Regions from separate parts of the Macaca mulatta genome. Here region 2 is linked to region 1. Evidence: chromatin contacts called from public Hi-C data. All regions are on one chromosome and are shown on one strand. Each heading gives the region's core, a stretch centred on a gene start, on an enhancer-like site or on the middle of the called end of the contact. The rest is flanking DNA. Distances are from core to core; before and after follow the strand shown. Region 1 holds the start of FOXD2 (forkhead box D2). Region 2 holds the start of TAL1 (TAL bHLH transcription factor 1, erythroid differentiation factor).

Region 1 (3,743 bases), core at 490-2,989:
TGGAGACTGAAGTGCCGAGTCACGCGTGCCGGCCCAAGGTCTGGAGACTTCATAAATAGACTCCCTGAGTTCCGCTGGGACCGCAGAAGCTCCCGGGAGAGGCTGAGGAGTGCGGACCTAACCGGCCCTGGGCCTGCTGCGGTCAGAAGTGGCAGCCACTAAGGCCGGCGACTTTGCTGGCAAACGGGGACCCTGAGGACAGCAGCGCGTCCCCGGGATGCGAGAGGCGAATGTGGCCCGCTACCGGAGCCAGGGCCGGAGCAGTCAGCATGGCCAAGACCTGGGCTTGGCCCCCAGGACCCGCGGCTGCGGCGAATGGCGGTCCCGGCGAGCCCTCGCCGGCGCCCGGGGGTGCTGCCCCGCCGCCACCGTGGCCCATGATGTGGTCTATAGAGAAGGAAGGCCTTTGCCCTGTTCCGGCGCCCCCGCCGCCTGCACCACCGCCCGCGTCCGTCTTGAGACCCTGGCGCAGAAGTGCGGTGGACAGACCCGCCGCGGTGCCGGCTGCGGGAGGGCTCAGGGACGCCGGGTAGAAGGCTTTGGCGCAGCCCAGCTCGGCGCCCAGGAAGGCGGGCAGGCCTGCGGGGCCCGGGCCCGAGCCTGAGGCTGGCGCAGGAGCTGGGGCAGATGCCGCGCCCGCGAACACCGAGGCCGTCGGAGGTCCGGGTGGAGGCGCGGCGGCGCGGCCTGGGGGAACCGACAGCTGGCAAGGAGCGGCGGCGGCTGCCGCGGCGAAGGCAAAAGCGTGCGGATGCGGATGCGGGTGCGGGTGCGTGGCCGGCCCCGGCGGGGGTGCGCCGTAGGCCGGGAGAGCCAGCCCGTAGCCGTAGCCGTAGGCGCCGTAGGCAGCGAAGCCGGGCAGGAAAGAGCCGGGGTCCCCCGCCGCCGCGGCCCCGCCACGCAGCAGCAGCTCCGGGTGAGGGTGCGGGTGTGGGTGCGGCGGCGGCAGGGGCTGCCGCTTGAAGCGCTTGCGGCGCCGCAGGAAGCTGCCGTTGTCGAACATGTCGGCCGACTCCGGGTCCAGCGTCCAGTAGTTGCCCTTTCCCGGGTTGCCCGGCTCGCGAGGGATCTTGACGAAGCAGTCGTTGAGCGAGAGGTTGTGGCGGATGCTGTTCTGCCAGGCGGGGAACTTCTCCCGGTAGTAGGGGAAGCGGCCGCTGATGAACTCGCAGATCTCGCTCAGCGTCAGCCGCTTCTTGGGGCTCTGCAGGATGGCCATGGTGATGAGCGCGATGTACGAGTAGGGCGGCTTCACCAAAGGGCTCCGCGTCGCCGCGCCCCCCGACGGCGGTCCCGGCCCGGGCCCCGCTGCGCCGCGGGCCGCCGCCGCGCCTGGCCCTGGGCTCCCCGCTGCGGCCGCCGCCCCCCGGGGCGCCAGAGCTCGGGGCTCGCCGTCCGAGCAGCCACCCGACTCTTCCTCGTCCTCGGCTACGTCTGCCTCGGCTTCCTCCGGGGGAGGCTCGTGGCCATGGGGGAGCGCGTCCCGGGGGGCGCGGGGCCCGGAGCGGGCTGGGAGCTCCCCCCCTCCGCTGCCGCCGCCCACCACGTCTATGTCTGCGTCGGCCTCGGACAGCGCGGCCGGGGAGCTCTCGGAGGACATGATCTCGCAGCAGCAGCTGCCCAGGGTCATGGTGCCGCTGCCGCCGCCGCCGCCACTCTCCGGCTCCGCTCCGGCAGCGGCTCCGGCTCGGCCGCGCTGCCTCTGGGGCGAGTGCGTTTTGCGCGCGGGCGGGGAGGGGGCGGGGGACTAAGGCAGGCAGGGAGGGGTGTCCCCCGGCTCCGCAGCGCCCCCTGGCGGCCCAGCTCGGCCGCGCTCACCTTCCAGGGCGCGCCCAGTTGGCGGCCCCCGCCACTACCCCAGGAGCCCGAGCTGGGACCCGCCGCAGGGGCGGAAGGAGCTGAGGCCTTTCCTTACCTGGGCGGGCCTCAGCTCCTAGTCCCCTCGGGGTTGCAGTGGTTGGGGGTGGGGGACTGTCCCTCCCGCCTAGCGGCTGCCTAAGGCGGAAGAGCCGCGGGCCAGGGCGGAGCTCCCTGGGCGGGGTGGGGCGAGGCGGCAGGGGCGGGCGTAGCGCCTCCGCTGAGGGGCCCGGCGGGAACAAACAGCCGCCGCGGCGGGAGCTGGGCTGGAGTGGCCGGAGGTGGGCCCTTGTCTTCGCCGCTGCTCCTGCACCCTGCGCTCTGTGGAGCCGCCGCCTTCAGAACGCTCAGCCCCTGGATGTTAAGGCTCACTCGGGCGCCAGCCGCAGCCAGGGAAGTGGCAGCAGCCCCCACCCGTCCTCTTCCCAAGGCGGCGCCCGGGCCACTGGGGCCGTAGCGCAGTGGGAGCGCGAGCCTGAGACGCCGGGACCCACGCTGCCCCAGCGCGGCCCGCGGCTCCCACCCGAGCTCGCACGACTTCCGGCCCGAGAGGAGACGCATTCGAGTGATCACCAGGAGCAAACTTGGCGCCCGCAGCCTTGGGCCTGGGAGAGGTGAGATTGCGGCGGGGCGCCCTCTCCTCCCTCCGCGGCCGAGCCCGCCACCCCTCTCCGCGTGGGGAGGCCGGGCAGAGCGGCTGCAGCTGTGGCCGCGTTCCTGGGGCGCGGGCCGGTCTGCCGCTCCGAGTTTGCCTGTCCTCCGACCCTCTCGGTCTCGGCATCCGTTTGTCTCGGTCTCTGTGACTGTCTCACTCTCCATGAGTCTCTGTGGAAACGGCATTTGCCTGGGTGTGTCTGTTCACGGGTCTGGGAATCCGCTTAATTTCTCCCTCTCCTCTCCCTGGCCCCAGTTGCCCTGAGGACTGGACACCCCCTACCTTCCTGGCTCCCAGGGTTCTGGGCCCCACCGACAGGCGGCAGGACCCCCTCCGCCCCCCGCCCAACACCCGGTCAGTGAACCCTAACCTCGACCAAGTGTTGCCTTCATCTCAAAAGTCTTGTGCAAGTAAGGTTGGCCCTGTGCCTTGTTTCTCACCAGCCAGGTTCCTGCCCATCCTATTAGACCTCTTTCTCCCCTGGCCTCCCTCCAGGACCCAGAAACAAGCAGCTTCAACACAGAGTGGACCCATTTCAACCTCTGGGGCACGGAAGGGGGAGATGGGCGCTGGACGTGAGCAAGAACTGAGGGGATGCCTGGGCTGCTGCCCCGACAGCGCCGCACGGTGGCCAAAGCTCGGGCGTGCGAGGTCGGAATCCCAGCTGCCTCCGCTGTCGCAAGGCTGTGTGACCCTCATTAGATGACTTCCCCGCTTCGGAGCCTCAGTTTCTGGGTCTGCATGGTAGTTAAGAGCAGCGACCTAAGTCAGGCTCCTGGGGTTCCAATCCTGGCTTCACTACTTACCCGCTCTGTCACCTTGGGCAAGTTTCTTTGCGCTTTGTTTCTGCCTTTGTAAAAAGGAGGCTAGTAACACCTACCTCAGAACTGATGTAGAAGTGTAGCCATATTCTAGGCCATTTAGGAAAGGGTACTGAGAACACTTCGCAGTTTCATCTAACAGCAGCCTCCAATCTACGGGATAGCCTGGTGTTAATCCAACTCTCCCATTCCACAGATGGAGCTACACAGATCCAGGATAGGGAGAAAAAACTCACCCAGGCTCCTGCAAAGAGATAGAACAGATTGTATTGCAACCCTTTTCACAGAATCTTCAAAATAGAGTTCTTCATCCCCGCCCCCAGCTAAGGGCAGAAAAAAATGGAAGGTAGGTGTGACTACTTATGTCCTTTGAGAGCAAGTCACCTGGACCCCCTCTGGGACTTCTGACC
Region 2 (3,743 bases), core at 730-3,229, 200 kb after region 1:
CAGACTCAGAATTATATGACTCTCATTTTCTATTAAGTGGTGGAGCCAAGCAAAAGCAAAGGCCTTATGGCAGGGAGGAACTAGAGTTTTTATTAGGACGTGGGATTCTGTGAGAGTTATCTGTATCCCCATGACAGCCTGACCCTTCAGAGAGCACAGGAGGAACAGAGGGGACAGGCGGCACTGATTTACTGTATCTTCTCAGGGAATCATCCTGATGACCAAGAAGAAGTTAGATCCCAGACTGGGGCCATGCTCTCAGCTCAATCTTTGACTGGGACTCAGTTTGTTACCAGAGAAGGGGCTTCTCCCCAGTTCTCAGGCTCCAAAAAAAGCTCAAAAGCAGAGATACTAGAAGGACAAATCAGCCTGGCATGGAGGGTAGAGTTGTGGACTGGGAATTGGACACCAAAGTTTGGGTGCTGGCTTTTCCTTTGGGTTACTGTAAGTTTTGGCTAAGTCACATCTCTCTGTGTCTTAATTTCTTTCTCTATGATGGTAACCAGAACTCCCATGCAAGTGCATATGCTGTTTTCCTGGGCTACGGACTTTCCGTACATTATTACCCTCACCACCACCTTTTAAAGGTCATATAAGTTAGTTCTCACAATTTTGTGACGTCGACATTATCTCCCCATTTTACAAATGAGAAAACTGAGGTTCAGAGATCAGTGGCTAAAATTCGAACATGTGTTCTTTCCACTCCACCATGAAAGAATGAACCCAGAGACCCTCCGTGGGCTGAGCGCATCATCCAGCTGGCACTGAACTCAGATTCCTACCCCACAGTAAAGACCTTGGTCCCCGCAATGAGTTGATCCCAGGTCCCTGTCCCTGGCTAGGTTTTGACTGCCCCTTTTCATCAACTGAGTTGCAGAGAAGACTCCGTGCCAAATTTTCTTCTAAGGCAGACTCCATCAAGCACTAGCTATGTATCATTCGAAAAGTTACTTGACTTTATGTGCCTCAGTTTTCTCTTCTGTAAATTGAGGATCCAACTTCTCTGGATTGTTTATGAAGAGCAGATTAGTTAGTATTTGTAAAATGCCTAGAATAGTGTTTCAGTCGCTAGACTAAACTTTTTTTTTTTTTTTTTTGAGACGGAGTCTCGCTCTGTCGCCCAGGCTAGAGTGCAGTGGCGGGATCTCAGCTCACTACAAGCTCCGCCTCCCGGGTTTATGCCATTCTCCTGCCTCAGCCTCCCAAGCAGCTGGGACTACAGGCTCCCGCCACCTTGCCCGGCTAGTTTTTTTTTTGTATTTTTTAGTAGAGACGGGGTTTCACCGTGTTAGCCAGGATAGTCTCGATCTCTTGACCTCGTGATCCGCCCCTCTCGGCCTCCCAAAGTGCTGGGATTACAGGCTTGAGCCACCGCGCCCGGCCGACTTTTTTTTTTTTTTTTTTTTTTTTTTTTTTTTTTAAACACCATGTGGGGAGCAGTGTTCCTGGGCTCTGGGCTCAGCCTGAAACCTAGCAGAATGGGCATTTTAATATCCCTGTTGACAGGAGTTCTGCCAGGCCGCCGTAGAGCCCATGAATTTGAGTTACCGGCTCTATTTTAGAAGGGGGTGAAGAGGTAGGGAAGGGCTGGGGAGTTTTCTGGGATAGGGAGGCTGCCCATTGAAATCTGGGTGTCTGGGACACTGGAGGAAGAATAAGAAAGAAGCGCTGGGAGGTGACGATTTTGATATCATGGTGGTCTTCAGAGGTAGGGACAGAGTGTTGGGGTGAGAGTCGCTGAAGAAAGGTGTCTGGAAGGTCAAGGGACTGAGGTTGTGGGGAGCTGGGGTTCCTGAGAGGTCTTGGGATCCGAGATGGGGGCTGGATCTGCTGGGTCCTAGACAGCGCGTCCAAATTAAAATGAATCATTTGGCCCATAATGGCCGAGGCGCTTATCGGGGGCGGGCGGACCCGCGGCACTGCCTTATCTCCGCAGCGCACACGGCCCCGGCGCGCCTCGGCCCATGCTAACGAGGCCTGGAACGTGAGTGGGATTAGAGCGCGTCGGTGGAGGGGCCGGGCGGGCGCGGCGCGGGCGGGGGAGCGGGGGCCGCGGGAGGGGCCGGGCCGCCGCCGCTCAGGACCGGGCCTCAAAATGGCCACACACCTACCCCCGTAGCGGAAAGACGTGAGCATTCTGGCCTTTTTCTAGGGGAAAAGCAACCCGAGGCCTCCCACCGAATTCCTCATCAATTTCCTCCTCTTTTTCCCCACGTCCGCAAAAGAGGTCTTCGCTCCCTTTCCCTCGGTTCCTTTCGATGGGGGGGGGGGCATTTTCCACGGACGCCACCGCCCGGGCTGCCGCCGCCCCTCCCGCCTCGGAGACTCTCTTCCTTCCTTCCCCCTTTTCCTTACGCAATATACAGAAATGCGCGAGGCGGTGGTTGGTTTTCATTTCTTCTTCGTGGTTGTGTGCATGCGGTGGGATTGTGAGAGTGCGTTCATGAGAGCTGTGGGCGGCGTTGGCTGCTTCTGAGTGTGGTCTTCTTGGCGACAGGCTGTGTGTCCCAGTGTGGTGTGCCTGCGCGGTTGGGGTGTGTAGATGTGAACCCTTTGAGGCCCTTCTGTGTTTTCTTCGTTGCGCACGATTGTGCTCCGTTGGCGTTCTCAGCAGGGATCTGGTTCTGTGGGGGGGGGGGGGTGTGTGGCCTCTGCGACTGTGTTTGGGTGGTGTCTTCGTTATGTCGGGCGAGTGTGATTCCGACTGTGTTGGATTGTGTGTCCGTGAGCCGATACGTTTAACCGATTTCGTTGTGTCCTGTTGGGCAGTGTGCGGGGCTGACCAAGTCGGCTTCTGGAGCAGTGCTGAGTGGTGCTTGTTTGTTGCCCTTCTGTGGGGCTGGACCCTGTGTGGTCCTGTCCGCACTGACTTGTGTGCCTGTGTGCCTGTGTCCTTTAGAGGTGCGTTTGCAAATCGCTGGGGGCGGGAGTGGGGGGAGGGCGAGCGAGAGATCGAGGCGCTGGTGGGGGCGGCGGCATGGGGGCGGGGAGCGGGATTTCACATTTTATTCCAAATTATGATGTATTCGGGAGCCAGTTGTTGGCTTGGATGGGCGGACAGAGCCGGGCCGGCGGCTGCTCTGCCCAGAGGCCCGCCTGTGCCTCGGTGTTTGAGGGGTTCGTTGGTGAATGGGAGGATCCTCCAGGCTTGAAGCTGAGCAGCGCTCACCGAGGCCGGCGCCTTCGAGCCGGTCGCTGCGGGCTTCGGTTCCCGCTGCACTCCGGCTTCGTCCATTTCTGGTCAGTTTCGTGGGTGCGGCCGCCGGGGTCCGAGGGAGAGGCCCCGAAAGGACAATGGGCATATTAACCAGGCCTCGCGCCTCGGGTGGGGACATTCGGGATCACCTCCAGGGAAGATTTTCCCGCCCCCTCTTCGGGTGAGCGACGTTGCCGCTTGGGTCTGGTACCCGTGGCATCCGAGACCGAGGCCGAATCCGGGCTCTTGAGGGGACCGGGTTAGTGGGGCCCTAGCTCGGGTTGAAAGGATTTTGTTTAGTCAATTATTATAATTGCCAATGCCATCGCCATCACAATCGTCATCATTAACATCCTATTTTAATTAAAATAATCATCGTAGAGCGCAGCAGTTTGTCCCTTTTGGCTCCTTTGGCGGGAGAACAAAGCAGCGGGTTTTTTCCCCCGCTACCGCCGTTTTCTAAGTTGCTGGGTTTGAGGTAGGAAGAGAAAATGGAGAGAGGCACGGACACAGAGACTTGGTCATAAGGCAAACATTAACCCCCAGC

What was found. Hi-C and Micro-C count contacts between places; a contact is called where the count stands out from the background.
Region 2: a contact with region 1 is called in a Hi-C map of fetal cortex germinal zone, with 5 times the contacts expected there. The contact joins the promoter of TAL1 here to the promoter of FOXD2 in region 1. A contact is called at or near these places in 3 of 14 Hi-C or Micro-C datasets (fetal cortex germinal zone, fetal cortical plate and liver).

Annotation. Positions count from the first base shown.
Region 1 is chr1:193,256,838-193,260,580 of T2T-MMU8v2.0, forward strand. It overlaps FOXD2 (forkhead box D2), which reads right to left and starts at 1,740. Exons shown (of 1, transcript XM_015138976.3): 1 at 1-1,740. The coding sequence starts at 1,630. The coding sequence ends at 143. LOC114677425 reads left to right here and starts at 1,629. Exons shown (of 3, transcript XM_077983199.1): 1 at 1,629-1,711; 2 at 1,989-2,471. The coding sequence starts at 1,629.
Region 2 is chr1:193,459,090-193,462,832 of T2T-MMU8v2.0, forward strand. It overlaps TAL1 (TAL bHLH transcription factor 1, erythroid differentiation factor), which reads left to right and starts at 1,980. Exons shown (of 4, transcript XR_013402274.1): 1 at 1,980-3,743.